Linked DNA regions of Mus musculus: all the other regions are linked to region 3. The links are chromatin contacts, called in public HiChIP or PLAC-seq maps. All regions are on one chromosome and are shown on one strand. Each heading gives the region's core, a stretch centred on a gene start, on an enhancer-like site or on the middle of the called end of the contact. The rest is flanking DNA. Distances are from core to core; before and after follow the strand shown.

Region 1 (2,871 bases), core at 115-2,614, 930 kb after region 3:
AGGCTTCCCCTGTGTGGAAGGCACAGGAAGAGGATTCTGTGGTGGGATCCAGGGGTCATTGTTTATTTCCGGGCCTCTAGACTCCTCGCTTGGATCCTCCCCTTCTCCAGAAACTTGATCAATACCTGGGGAAAGCTGTGCAGGCCTTCCAGCCCTCATTGGGTACCTGCTTCCTGTCTCTAGTTACTTAATTTATTTAGTTTCTGTGGGGGGTGGAAGCAGGAGCCAGGTTCAGGGCAGACAGAGATGCCTTCTTCCTCTTCTTCCTCCGCCCCCTCCTCCCCCTGCAGCTAGGGATGAAGAGGTGACCTGTTAATGCCTACTGAGTCATAATTCTTAACTCATACATTGGTTTCTAGGGAGCACGAACGCATTACCCTGTTTTTCTGGGAAACAGGAACAAGCCTGTTGTCACTGGCCATTGCTTTGTTGGCTACTCAATCTCTCTGAGCCTCTATTATTATTATTATTATTAATTATTATTATTATTATTTTCGAGACAGGGTTTCTCTGTGTATCCCTGGCTGTCCTGGAACTGACTCTGTAGACCAGGCTAGCCTCGAACTCAGAAATTCGCCTGCCTCTGCCTCCCAAGCGCTGGGATTAAAGGCGTGCGCCACCACTGAGCTTCTCTTGCCACCTGGAAATGGAGAAGATCACATTAGCGTCATGTTCCAGGTTCATACATTTTTGTATGGAAGGGACCTTGTAAATTCAGTACATGCAAAGCTGCATCATTAAAATTGCATATTAGTAACATAATTGATGACACCCCAAAGGGATGAATAAGTAAGGTCTTTTTCACTCCCTATACTTTATTATCGGGACAAGGATGACTTCAATTATAACTTTGCTGTCGAGCTTCCTGGAATGCCCCCGAAGTTCTGCCCCACTCCCAGATCCCATTTCTGCCTCGTCTGTGGAAGGCCTCCCCATCCTGGTCCTGCCACCTTGGGCAGCCCGGACGGTGTCTCTTAGGATTGCCGCCTCCAGGGCCATTTTCTCCTCCCCAGCCTCAACGGCCCCACTCCCACCCTCTCCCCGGCTCCCCCTTAAATGTTTGCAGGCCGGTTAGCAGGCGGGAAGCCCCCTCCCCCACAGGACCACCTCAGTCACGGCCCTGAGCACGGGGAGGTCGGGTCTGGATTTACTAAAGAACTCGGGAGGGGGAGCCTGCCCCGCGCCGGCTGCCTGGCTGGCCGATGGGGTCGGGTTTCGGCCGGTGGCTCTGCAGAGGGAGAGGAGAGGGAGACAAAGGGCAAAGTCCCGGTCCCCACCCCCACCCCAGCCCCCAGCGCGGCCCCTCCCCCACGGGCCCTGCGCGGGCGACCGAGGGCCGCCGGGGCCCCTCAGGATCGGCTGAGCGTCCCCGGGTGCCCAGGGCGCCTTGGTGCGTGAACATTCTAGACTGTGGCAGGGGGCTGGGGCGCACCCTTGTCCCCCTCCCTGTGCAGTGCAGCAGCCCACCCAGGGGCTGGGTGGGGGGGGGGCGCTGGGCTTCCCTCCCCGGGGTGAGGTGAGGGGCTGGGGCGCAGGCCGGGCCTCTCAGCTGCTCGGCCTTCTCCATGGCGCGGCCTGCAGGGCTCCCCTCCTCCCCCAGCTGCTGCCACCTCCCCCACCTCAGCTGCCGCCGCCCTTCCCCGCCGCCGCCTCCGCCTCCTCCTCAGTTGCCCTGACTGCTCAGCTTTCCAACCCTCCCTGGCAGAAGGCTGTGTCCAGGGCTGGGTCCTCCGAGCTGTTGAAGACCCGCCTTTCTTCCTTGTCGGGGTGGCCGAGAGCCATTTTGGAAAACGTTGGTGGTCCAGCCTCCTAATCATCTCTGAACCTGGGGGACAGGGCCCTTTGGAGGGCGTTTTGCTTCCCCACCCAAATCCCAGCAGAAATCAGGATGGTGTGGAGAGGAGTTCTAAGAATTTGAGACCGGCCTTTAGCACTTGCTCTAAATGAACTCGCTCACCACCAACAGGTATTTGTTGGCAACTGGGCAGGAAGGACCAGTGTCCTTTCTACTGATAAATTATTTTTTAACCCTAAGGATTTTCAGCATTATGCTAATCCCTTTTCAGCAACAGGGTTTTGTGTTGTCTGCTTTCTTTTGAGATTGGCCTGGCTTCTTTGCTTGCCTCTGAGAACTCAACTTCAGAATCTTTGTCTTGAGAGAGCGTTCTCTTCCCAAGGTTCTCTTACATTTCATTTCCTTCTTCTCCCTCAGCCCATCATTTGGCTCCTAGGTTTCCTGAAGAGATGCTGGGCGGTGAGCTAAGATAACATGTTCAGTTGAGGGGTACTGGGGGATCAGCGAGGACCTGTCAGCTTATTAACCTTCCCCACTGCCTTGGGAAGACCCAAAAACTCTCTCCGCCATCAGGCTGACCCGGGTTAGTGGGGACAGTCCTACTGGGGGAACCCCTGTACCCACCCGGGAGGTTCATGCGGACAAACTCCTTTCTATGTGTTACTGTTCTTTATGCTTTAGTAAAGGCTCCGTCCTCACCCACCCGTCCCCAGGTTCTTCTGACCTCCCTTTTCCCCACTTTTTAGCTCCACTTGGCCAGACCCCTCCAGTTAAAAAGTTAAAAAGTAAAATTCTATTCAAAGCCTGGGGTTGGGGGAGGAGGTGGCAGTTAGCTCCAGCCGACCTGGAATTTGCCTAGAAGGCGATCAGCTACCTCAGAGCCTCTGTTTTAGCTTCTTCCGGGGCTGCGCCATGAGTAAGGGCTGGGGGTGGGGGTGGGGATAAACACAATTAAAAAACAAAACAAAACAAAAATAACCTTTGGGCTTTCTAATCAGCCCATTTATTCCTGAGTGGATTAGGCCAAGCCAGGCTCTCTCCCTCCCGCTCGCACCTTCCCAGTCTCCTTTATTCCT
Region 2 (3,005 bases), core at 197-2,696, 600 kb after region 3:
CCCCGGCTTAGTTCCCACCCTCACTGCTCAGATTCCAAGCAGCGCCTTCCCCTTAGTAAAAACTTTTGCCTACTTCTCCAGCCAAGGTACCAGATTGGAAGAAAGGGGAAAAAAAAAAAAAAAAGAAATCCAGGAAGTTGATTCAACTCTGTGCTTAAATAGGGATTACCTCCTCCTCTTCCTTCTCCTCCCCTCCTCCCACACCCCTCCCCAACTTCCAACTTTACTGGGACTGCGAATCCCTGGCGAAAAAGTCGCTGGGAGAATGAAGAAGAGGATGACTTCAAAGGCGCAGGGCCCACTAGGCCATAAAAATTTATGGGCGATGTAATTATGTGGCTCTGAAAACAGGAGACCGTAAATCTCTGGCAATGGCGAGTTTATAGCGGGGACAATTGGCTTCCCCTCGCTCCCTCCCCCACATGCCTCGGAGGTCCCTTCACTGTAAAGCGCCGGGGGTGGGAGGGGAAGGGGTGCCCACGCACTCACCCGTGCTCACGTGAACTTTGCGCATCCAGGGGTAGACGACGGGCTCTTTGCACGCGGAGTGGGACGGGCTGGGATGCAGGGGGTTCTGGGCGCAGGGAGGCGGCGGGGGGCTGCTGCTGACCGCCTCGCTGCGCTGCCCGGGCTCCGGGAGGAGGGCCCCGGCTGTTGGCTGCACTGGAGCCCGAGGGGACAGCCCGGGCGGTGGCGGGGGCGGCGGGGGCGGCGGAGGTGGCGGGGGCCCGGGGTCTCGGCAGGCCGCGTAGCGCTGCACAGTGCACGGCGCCCGGCGCCCAAAGGCCGCCTCCGGCTGGAAGCCGCTCTCTCGCCTCTGGCCGCCGGCGTAGTACCCGGGCGAGTGGTCGCTGGGTAGGTAATCGCTCTGTGAATACTCCTCGCACGGAGGGAACTTGGGGTCGACATAGTTTGAGTTGATCAAAAAGGAACTCATAGCCATTAATTTCTGGGAATTGCCCACAAAATATACTAAAATTTATTCCGACCCCTGACTCGTTTTCCTGTTTCCGAAAGCCCTCCTACTTACTGTCAAGTGAACAAAGTTAGAGGCCCACGTGATCCTCCGAGCCAATGGCCACCCGGCCTGCGATTCCCGGATAAGGAAATCTGCTCACCCGGACCCTACTCCAGCCAAAGAGGTTTATTTCCCCTTCTCTACCCCTCCCCACCCACCCAACACCAGGATTTACATAGGGCTCCCGCGGGGAGACCCCCTCCTCGCCTGGCTTTCTCCACAACAGAGAGGGGTGATGAACTAAGAAAGAGTGAGCAGGTTAATTGGAGGGCCTGTTTGGGGGTGAGGGGGCTGGGCAGAGCACAAACCCTGCATCCCTCAGAAGTTGGGGCTGCGGGTGTAGCCCCCACCCCTGCCCTACCTAATCTCCACCAACCTTTCTCTGACTCCCATAGGGCCCCATCTCCTCCCCAGGATAAGAGGGAGCTCACGCACTAGGTGTCTGTGTGGGGTTTTAAGTGGTTGGCCGACCAGGGAGCGCCTTCTTGAAATGGGTACCCACTAGGTCATAGGGGCGCTGAGCTTGGGGCTTCTCAGTGCAGCCAGATGGGGAGGGGTAGGAGGTGAGTGAGGAGGCGTCGGGAGCTAGAAGGCGGGTGCGCAGAGGGACTTGTCAGAGATGAATGGAACCGCGAGCAGATCGATAGGAAATTCACGCACTAATTCGGGGAGACTTCGCCTTCCAAATCGCATTTAGCTGCACTATGAGCATCGGCTGTGTCCGTCAGTCTGTCCTCCTCAACACTCCCTCCCTTTAACCCACAAGGCCCAAGGTCAGAGGAACGGCTGGACTCCCTCCACTAAAGACAGAAGATACAATGAAACCAAACCAAACCCGCAAGTTCCTAAAACCAATTGAATAGTAATTTGCTAATTCCAGATTCGTCGAAGCAATGCTAACCAAGAGTTCTAATTGCCGCTAAAGCCGCCGCCTCTGTCAGTGTGGCAGAAAGAAATTTCACAACCTTGAATACTAAGTAAAGGAGCCCTAGCTGTGACGCCCCCACCAACATCACACGCACAAGAACACCCATGGCAACCTTATGTTTTCAGGGCATCTTGTCTTGAATTCAACGAAACAGCAATCTTCGCATCCTTTTAAAAAGCAAATTTCCTTTGCCTTTGCACACTGCAGCCTTCAGCAATCTTTTTTTCCTCCTCATGATTTCCAATAAAGCCCCCTGGACCCAGAATAAGAATAGGTAGGTTGGGGCTTAAAGATAAATTTTAAAACACCAGTAACATTAATCTCTTGAGTGAACAAGGACCCAAGCTTCCAGGGGTGTGCATGGGGACACCTCAGGTAGATGAGATTTCTCCCTCATTGGTTGAGGGAGGAAAAGAAAAGGAGTCTTCTTGAAGGCAGTCACTGGATTGTCCTCATTTAGAAAATAATCTATTTTTCTTCTGGGAAAGAATATGAGCGGAGTGTTTATGTCAACTACATATTCCCCTAGATACGAATTTGTGACCACAAAATTCCTTACACAAATTCGGATCTACAGGGTATATACAGAAGACAGACAGGTCTTCTTGGCCCAGGAAATTTCCAGTTCTCTTACTTTCCGTGCGTTCTTCTTTTGGGTGTGATCTGAATGTTTTCATTTTTATTTCGTTTTGTTTTAATTTTGAGATCTGGGAGCAGAAAAGTCACTGTGGGTCCGTTCTTGGGATTACAAGGGGTTTCAACTTTCTATTCAAAAAATAAAATAAGATTTTTTAAAAAGGCAGCTGTTGTGCAAAGGGACTCGAACCTCGTGGCTGCCGCGCGACTTTCGGTGGCGCATGAATTATTAGATGTAAACATTAGCTAAGCACAAAAGAAGGAAGGGTCATCCCGAGGCTGCCTCGAAGTCAGAATCAGGCCTTTCTGGGTGCCCTCGGCCCCTCCCCTCCCCCCATGACTTTTTTTTTTTTAAGAAAAAATACAAAACCCCAAATAGGTTCCTCCCTTGCCCCCACAGCCTTTAGTTTGTGATCAAACACA
Region 3 (2,735 bases), core at 61-2,560:
ACCCAGAAATCTGCCTGCCTCTGTCTCCCAAGCGCTGGGATTGAAGGCGTGTGCCGCCACTGCCCAGCTTGAGTGTCATGTTTGAGTCCTCCCTCCTCACCCATTTGGCCAATCTATTGCCAACGCCTGTCTGTTTTCCTCCTAAATTCTGCTTATCTCCTCCCTACAGCTTCTGACCTAGGTGAGGCCCAACCTCTCCCTTACAGCCTCCTAGTTGCTCTGGACACAGCCTTATTGCCCATTAGCCCATCCTCCTAACCAATATGTGTTATGTCCTTCCTTGTACCAAACCCTTCAGTGGTTCCTCTCTGTCTGCAGTGTGAAGTCCAAGTTCCTTAATGAGGGACTCTTTGTTACGATCCTTATATTTTTACAGCCTCCTCCCGGGTCACTGCCTTAAACCTTTTACTGTATAGAGGTGGGTCTGAGGTCAGCTATAGGTGGGAGACCTGTGTAGTGTCCTCTTGAGATCCCTCGTGAAACAAGGGACCTTGCACTTCACTTTGTCTTGGACCACGTATATTTTGCCGGTCTCCCCTGCTTGTCTTTCCCTGAACCACTCTTGCAGCTGTAGTTTTAAAGTTTGTGCAGTCTCTTCCATCAGAAACAGCCTTTCCACTCCACCAGGAACACCCGCCATCATCCTTCCTTCTGCAACTTTTTTTTTTTTTTTTTTTTTTTTTTTTGGCTTTTCGAGACAGGGTTTCTCTGTATAGCCCTGGCTGTCCTGGAACTCACTTTGTAGATCAGGCTGGCCTCGAACTCAGAAATCCGCCTGCCTCTGCCTCCCTGCTGGGATTAAAGGCGTGTGCCACCACGCAACTTTTTGTTTACTATTCAATGAGTGTTGCTTCCTCTCCCTTCCCTGTCCCAGTCGTCCAACAAGAATCGGGTGCTCAAAAATCGTATTTATCATAAATGGGAGGACAAAATGTGACGAGAGCCTCAAGAGACCTGTGACCTTCTATATGTGGTAAAGGGAGAAAATGGTGGGAAGAAAGTATTTTTTTTAACTACTTTCGAAACGCCATCGGGAAGGTGCTAGGACCTGTTCCGCGCATGTGTTCGTTCTCTAGCTGGGGGCTCCGCGCCAGGCTGATGAAAAAGCAGCCTAAAACGGCTCTTGGGTGCCCCCTACCGCCATCGTGCAAGTGTAACATCCCTTCCTGGAGATCACCCGGCCGGAGCCCGCCTCTCGCCTTCCATTGGCTGTCAGCTATTCTCCCGCCCCTCCGGTACTCAACCAATCAGAACATCGTGATGGGCGGGGCTTTCAGCAGAGGGGCGGAGCGTGGTCTTGGATTGGCTCCGCTGAAGACGGCGACGTGGCTGAAGGAGGCCGGTTTGTTTCGGAACTGAGGCTCAAGCACAGCCGCTCAGGATTGGTGCTAGGCTGGGCCGGGGTCTTTGGCCGGAAGCGGAAGTGGAGAAAGGATGCAGGTGTGGGGACCAGGGCTGGAGAAACTGGGTCTTCTCTGGGATTCCTGTCCTGCCTCCTCAAGTCCTCCCGTCCTCTGTCGGGTGCTCTGCCCCTGCAGGGTGGCGGTTGGACTCGTGGAATGAGCGCGCGCGAGGCGCATCGCCTTCCCGCGTTCACGCCCTCCCTCCCGGTCGTATTTCCCACCAGGACCATCAGCACGTGCCCATCGACATCCAGACCAGCAAGCTGCTCGGTAGGAGAGGGCGCCCCCGCGCGGTCGGCTCTCGGGGGAGGTCTGCTAGTTGCCCCCTGTCACCAACCAGCAGCCAGGAGCTGTGAAAGTCCCAGCTGAGGTGCTTTACTCCAGCGAACTGTTTGCTCTGCAAGGAAGGAAGCATGGAAAGTCTGTACTGGCTCCGTGTTTTCTACTTTTAACGTTTCTCACGTAGTATCAAATCGTATTCAGGCACACAGGACAAATGGATAGTGTTAAAGATGGACAGTTAAGCAAATGGCTGATCCATTTGAAACCTAAGTCTGTTTGGTTCTGTCTTCATGCATTTTGCATTATTTGGGGTGGGTAATCCTCTCCCATCTATTTAAAAAGTTTCTCTCCTTGGATTTAGGGAGAAGAGGGCCCTAAGACTCACATACAGACCTTTTATGCCAACCATGGTGGTTCACACTGGTAACCATAATACTTGGGAGGCCGAGGCAGGAGGATTGGTGGCAGTTCTCAGACAGCCTGGCTTGCATAGCAAGTACCAGCCTAGTACTCCCCGCCCCCCACCCCCACCCCCCCAAAAAACCTTTAGTCTTAGCACTCAGAAGGCAGAGGCAGGCCTTGGCCACATAGCAAGCACCAGGGCAGCCAGGACTACATGGAGAGACACTATTTCAAAAGAAAATGACAGAGAGACAAGAAGACCTTTTAGTGACCAGGCAGTCTCTGCATCTGGCTTACATCCCTCATTCTGTCACTTCTGGGGGTGTGTACAGCCCCTGGCCCTTGTGTTCACCAGATACGCCAGTCCACTGGTAACACGTCCTTAAGAGGGTGTTTGCCGACCTCAGCCCCTGGAGGAATTCTGGTGTCTGCTGTTTTCCTTTCTGACAACTTGAGAAGAACTCAGAGTCAGAATTTCTGATACTGTTGTTGCTTGAGAGAAATTAAGCGGTTGAAAGATTTGTTTTAAAGGAGAGGGAGTATTCAGTCCTTTGATGGACACTGGTGAGTCCTCCCAAGTGCCTGCCAGGCACGGGCCACCATGTATTCATAGTGTATGGGCACCCGCTGCATCTACCTGGGTGTGCC
Region 4 (3,109 bases), core at 220-2,719, 780 kb after region 3:
AGTCCTCTAGCTTGTCTCCAAACATTAAACCCTGGATGCAAACTAATCCTTAACCATAACCAGGCTTAATCAGTGAGATAAACTAGTACAGAGGCAGGTGGGGGTCTGGGGGTGGGCAGCATTTGACATAGTTGAGTCTTGAGCTAGCCTGAGCTACACAGTGAAGCCCTGTCAACAAACATGTACGTAAATACGCAAGACTATGGGCTGTGCACAATGCCCCTGTGATTTTCAGGAGACTTCCAAGCATTCTGAGACCCTGTTTATCACCCTCGGGCATGCCCAGGACTGGCCCCTTCCCCACCCTTCAGTCTCCATCACAGACCCCTTGAACAGAGATACTTACCGCTGTCATACCGGCAGTTAGATAGATTGATCACCAATCATCTGGAAAAGAGAAAAGGGCAGACAGCAAGACACAGACAGATACCCAGGCCAGAACACAGGGCTGGGGCCAGACACATGTGTCCCAGTGGCCACACCAAGCCATGCACCTCACAGTTCCGTTACTCCATGTGTTACAATTGCCTTTGCTTGCGATTTTGTGTTAACACCATTGCCTCAACCCCCTTTTTAATTTTGTCAGTGATGGGACTTGAACCCAGGGCCTCCTGCCTGAAAGTGAGGCACTAGACACTAGGCTACACTCCCAGTGGTCCCTGTACTTTTACACCATCAGCCCATTGGGGACAGAAATTTTATTTTATTTATTTATTTTGGGGTTTGTTTGCTTGTTTGAGAAATTTTAAAAGGCACATATTTTTTACTAAAATATTGTCTCCCCCTTTCCACTAAGGGAAGCCATTTAGAAGATAGACAATACTCTCTTACAAGGCAAAGCAGAGTATTAACCCAGAAACGGAATGCGCAAGCTGCAGCTGCCAGCCGCCGGGGCTGGCAAGTCACTGTGGTCCTGTTACACTGCAAGTATGTGAAATTCCCAGGACACACGGGAGCTTGCGCTTAGGAAGGGAAATTTTTTCCTTGCTCCTTCAGCAAGGAGCTCCCTCTCCACCCAGTCTTTAAAAGGCATTGCAAACACAAATAGAAGGAAAAGTACAAGGTGTGATTCGAGGTTATGCACACTATTATGGGATGCCATAAAACAGAACACTGAAATTGGTGTGAGCCAGAGGAGACAAGCCCTGTGTCCCCTTTTCCTCTCATCAGCCAAGACCTTCTTCCCTTGGGCCCTTCCTGCTCTTATCAACACCGACACCACACACACACACACACACACACACACACACACACACACACACGCCCCGAAACTCCTCGTTTTTCAATACTAACCTTTTTTTCTTCCTCTTTTTCTTACCATGCTGCTGTGCGTTCTGGAGCCTCTTTTGTGTGTTCTCTCTCACAAAAGCCAGGGTGACAAATTCTTTTAGCTCCTCCAGATCTTCTGTGGAACTCTCCTCCCTCTCTTCAGCCCCTTCCTCACTTTCCGAAGTCAGGCACTGTAGCATCTTCCTAGCCCTGGAGGAGGCTCTGGGGAAACATCAGTCCTCCCTGGAGAGAAGGCAGAGCGATCAGCAGTTGTGTGGGTCCACCTGAAGGGGGCGCTCCTCCCTTGCTCATGTCCGTTCCCAAACAACTGGTTGTAGTTTATAAAAAATGCTCCCCGCTCCAAATGCGCGCTTGGTGCACGCTCAGGGAGAGAGCTAGTTCCACCTTTGGCAAAGACTCTGACCTTGGGGACTCACCTAGCCAACCCTAGCTTTGGTTTTGGCCATCTGGGGTTTTCTGAAAGAGGCCGAGCTGCTGCTATGCGCTGTACCACCTGGTAAACAATCTTATTATTAAAGTCAGAGTGCGCCTGGAGACAGCCTCAGAACTCAGCTTCAAGCCTTTCTATCTGAGGGACTGAGTCCCGAGGGGGCAGTGGAGGTGGGCTGAGTTCTGTTAACCCTTACAGTGCTGCATTCGACTTCCCACAAGGCAAGATGCAGGCACGAATAAGATGCACAGGCGGCTGTGAATCAACAGATGTCCGTTCCCAACAATACTGAGAATGGAACTAAGAGCTTCTGGAAAACTAGTACTCTTAACTGCTGAGATCTCTCTCTCTCTCTCTCTCTCATTCTCTCTCTCTCTCTCTCTCTCTCTCTCTTTCTCTCTCTCTCTCTCTCTGTCACACCACACACACACACACACACACACACACACACACACACACAGCGTTCTGCCTTCACAGTTCTTTAGGAGTACAGTCTCTGCCTCTGCCTCTGCCTCTCTGCCTCTGCCTCTTCCTCTCTGCCTCTGCCTCTCTGCCTCTGCCTCTGCCTCTGCCTCTGCCTCTCTGCCTCTCTGCCTCTGCCTCTGCCCCATCTGCCTCTGCCTCTCTGCCTCTGCCTCTGCCTCTGCCTCTGCCTCTGCCTCTGCCTCAGCCTCTGCCTCTGCCTCTGCCTAACCCAGATTTTCCTGGCCCCGTTCAGATCACAGCCCTCACACCAAGGCTCATATGGCCATAAGGCCCATTTCACAAGGCTCCCACCTCCTCCCTTCTCCTCCCCACCAACCTCCACGCCTTTAATGCCCACACTCCAGCCTCTCTCTCCTTTAGTGCCCACAGGCCTCTCTCCTTTAGTGCCCACATGCCAGCCTCTCTCTCTCCTTTAGTGTCCACAGGCCTTTTGCCATCTACTTGCCTGCCCTGCTCATACACATCCTTTGGATCAAAGCTTTTAAAAATGAATATCTTTATCTTTCAGTTTATTGCTGAAATCATGTTAAATAAAGGAGGCCTTAAAGCTGGGAGGGCAGACATCACCTGTGGCTCACCTACTCTACCAAAGCATCTTTGCCTTGGCTGTGAATTCTTAAATTCTAATTGTAATTATTCTGACATCATTTTAACCATCTTGGCACCTTCTTTCTGCCCACATAATATATCATAAAGGCGCGTTTGCATGTCCCTAGGTATATTTTTGTTCTCTCTGTCTGTGTGTGTGTGTGTGTGTGTGTGTGTGTGTTAGCGGACAACAAACCTGTGGGGGTTGGTTCCCCTATTATGTGGGTTCTGGGATCAACCTCAGGTAGGTAGTCAGGCTTGTTGTGAAACACACTTACCTACTGAGCCACATCAATGGCCAGCTGGTTCCTGGTT

The links. HiChIP or PLAC-seq counts read pairs in DNA pulled down with a chosen protein or histone mark.
Region 1: an H3K4me3 HiChIP or PLAC-seq map of embryonic forebrain shows a contact between it and region 3, with 5 times the contacts expected there. The contact joins the enhancer-like site here to the promoter of Cdk5rap3 in region 3. A contact is called at or near these places in 1 of 39 promoter capture datasets (hippocampal neurons), 4 of 115 datasets of contacts at active chromatin or transcription factors (cardiomyocytes, embryonic forebrain, embryonic midbrain and 1 more) and 1 of 9 other capture datasets (macrophages).
Region 2: an H3K4me3 HiChIP or PLAC-seq map of bone marrow-derived macrophages shows a contact between it and region 3, with 2.7 times the contacts expected there. The contact joins the promoter of Hoxb4 here to the promoter of Cdk5rap3 in region 3. A contact is called at or near these places in 2 of 39 promoter capture datasets (pre-B cells and stem cell-derived epiblast-like cells), 9 of 115 datasets of contacts at active chromatin or transcription factors (bone marrow-derived macrophages, craniofacial prominence, embryonic hindbrain and 5 more) and 1 of 9 other capture datasets (liver).
Region 4: a contact with region 3 is called in an H3K27ac HiChIP or PLAC-seq map of embryonic stem cells, with 5 times the contacts expected there. The contact joins the promoter of Ttll6 here to the promoter of Cdk5rap3 in region 3. A contact is called at or near these places in 1 of 39 promoter capture datasets (hippocampal neurons) and 3 of 115 datasets of contacts at active chromatin or transcription factors (embryonic forebrain, embryonic stem cells and pancreatic cancer cells).

The regions. Positions count from the first base shown.
Region 1 is chr11:95,989,839-95,992,709 of GRCm38.p6, reverse strand. All of the region lies in intron 2 of Igf2bp1 (insulin-like growth factor 2 mRNA binding protein 1), which reads left to right. Among named protein-coding and RNA genes, the nearest start is that of Igf2bp1, 15 kb to the left of the region's middle. Within about 2 kb of position 1,364, at least 117 of the 459 cell types and tissues checked have an H3K27ac peak or open chromatin away from gene starts, as enhancers often do. A contact at or near this core is called in embryonic forebrain, where this site is marked.
Region 2 is chr11:96,316,708-96,319,712 of GRCm38.p6, reverse strand. Hoxb4 (homeobox B4) reads right to left here and starts at 1,446. Exons shown (of 2, transcript NM_010459.7): 1 at 490-1,446. The coding sequence starts at 943. It overlaps Mir10a (microRNA 10a), which reads right to left and starts at 2,548; the gene lies at 2,439-2,548. It also overlaps a transcript of Hoxb3 not described here.
Region 3 is chr11:96,915,089-96,917,823 of GRCm38.p6, reverse strand. Cdk5rap3 (CDK5 regulatory subunit associated protein 3) reads left to right here and starts at 1,310. Exons shown (of 14, transcript NM_030248.2): 1 at 1,310-1,440; 2 at 1,628-1,673. The coding sequence starts at 1,435.
Region 4 is chr11:96,132,146-96,135,254 of GRCm38.p6, reverse strand. It overlaps Ttll6 (tubulin tyrosine ligase-like family, member 6), which reads right to left and starts at 1,469. Exons shown (of 15, transcript NM_172799.4): 1 at 1,294-1,469; 2 at 347-384. The coding sequence starts at 1,469.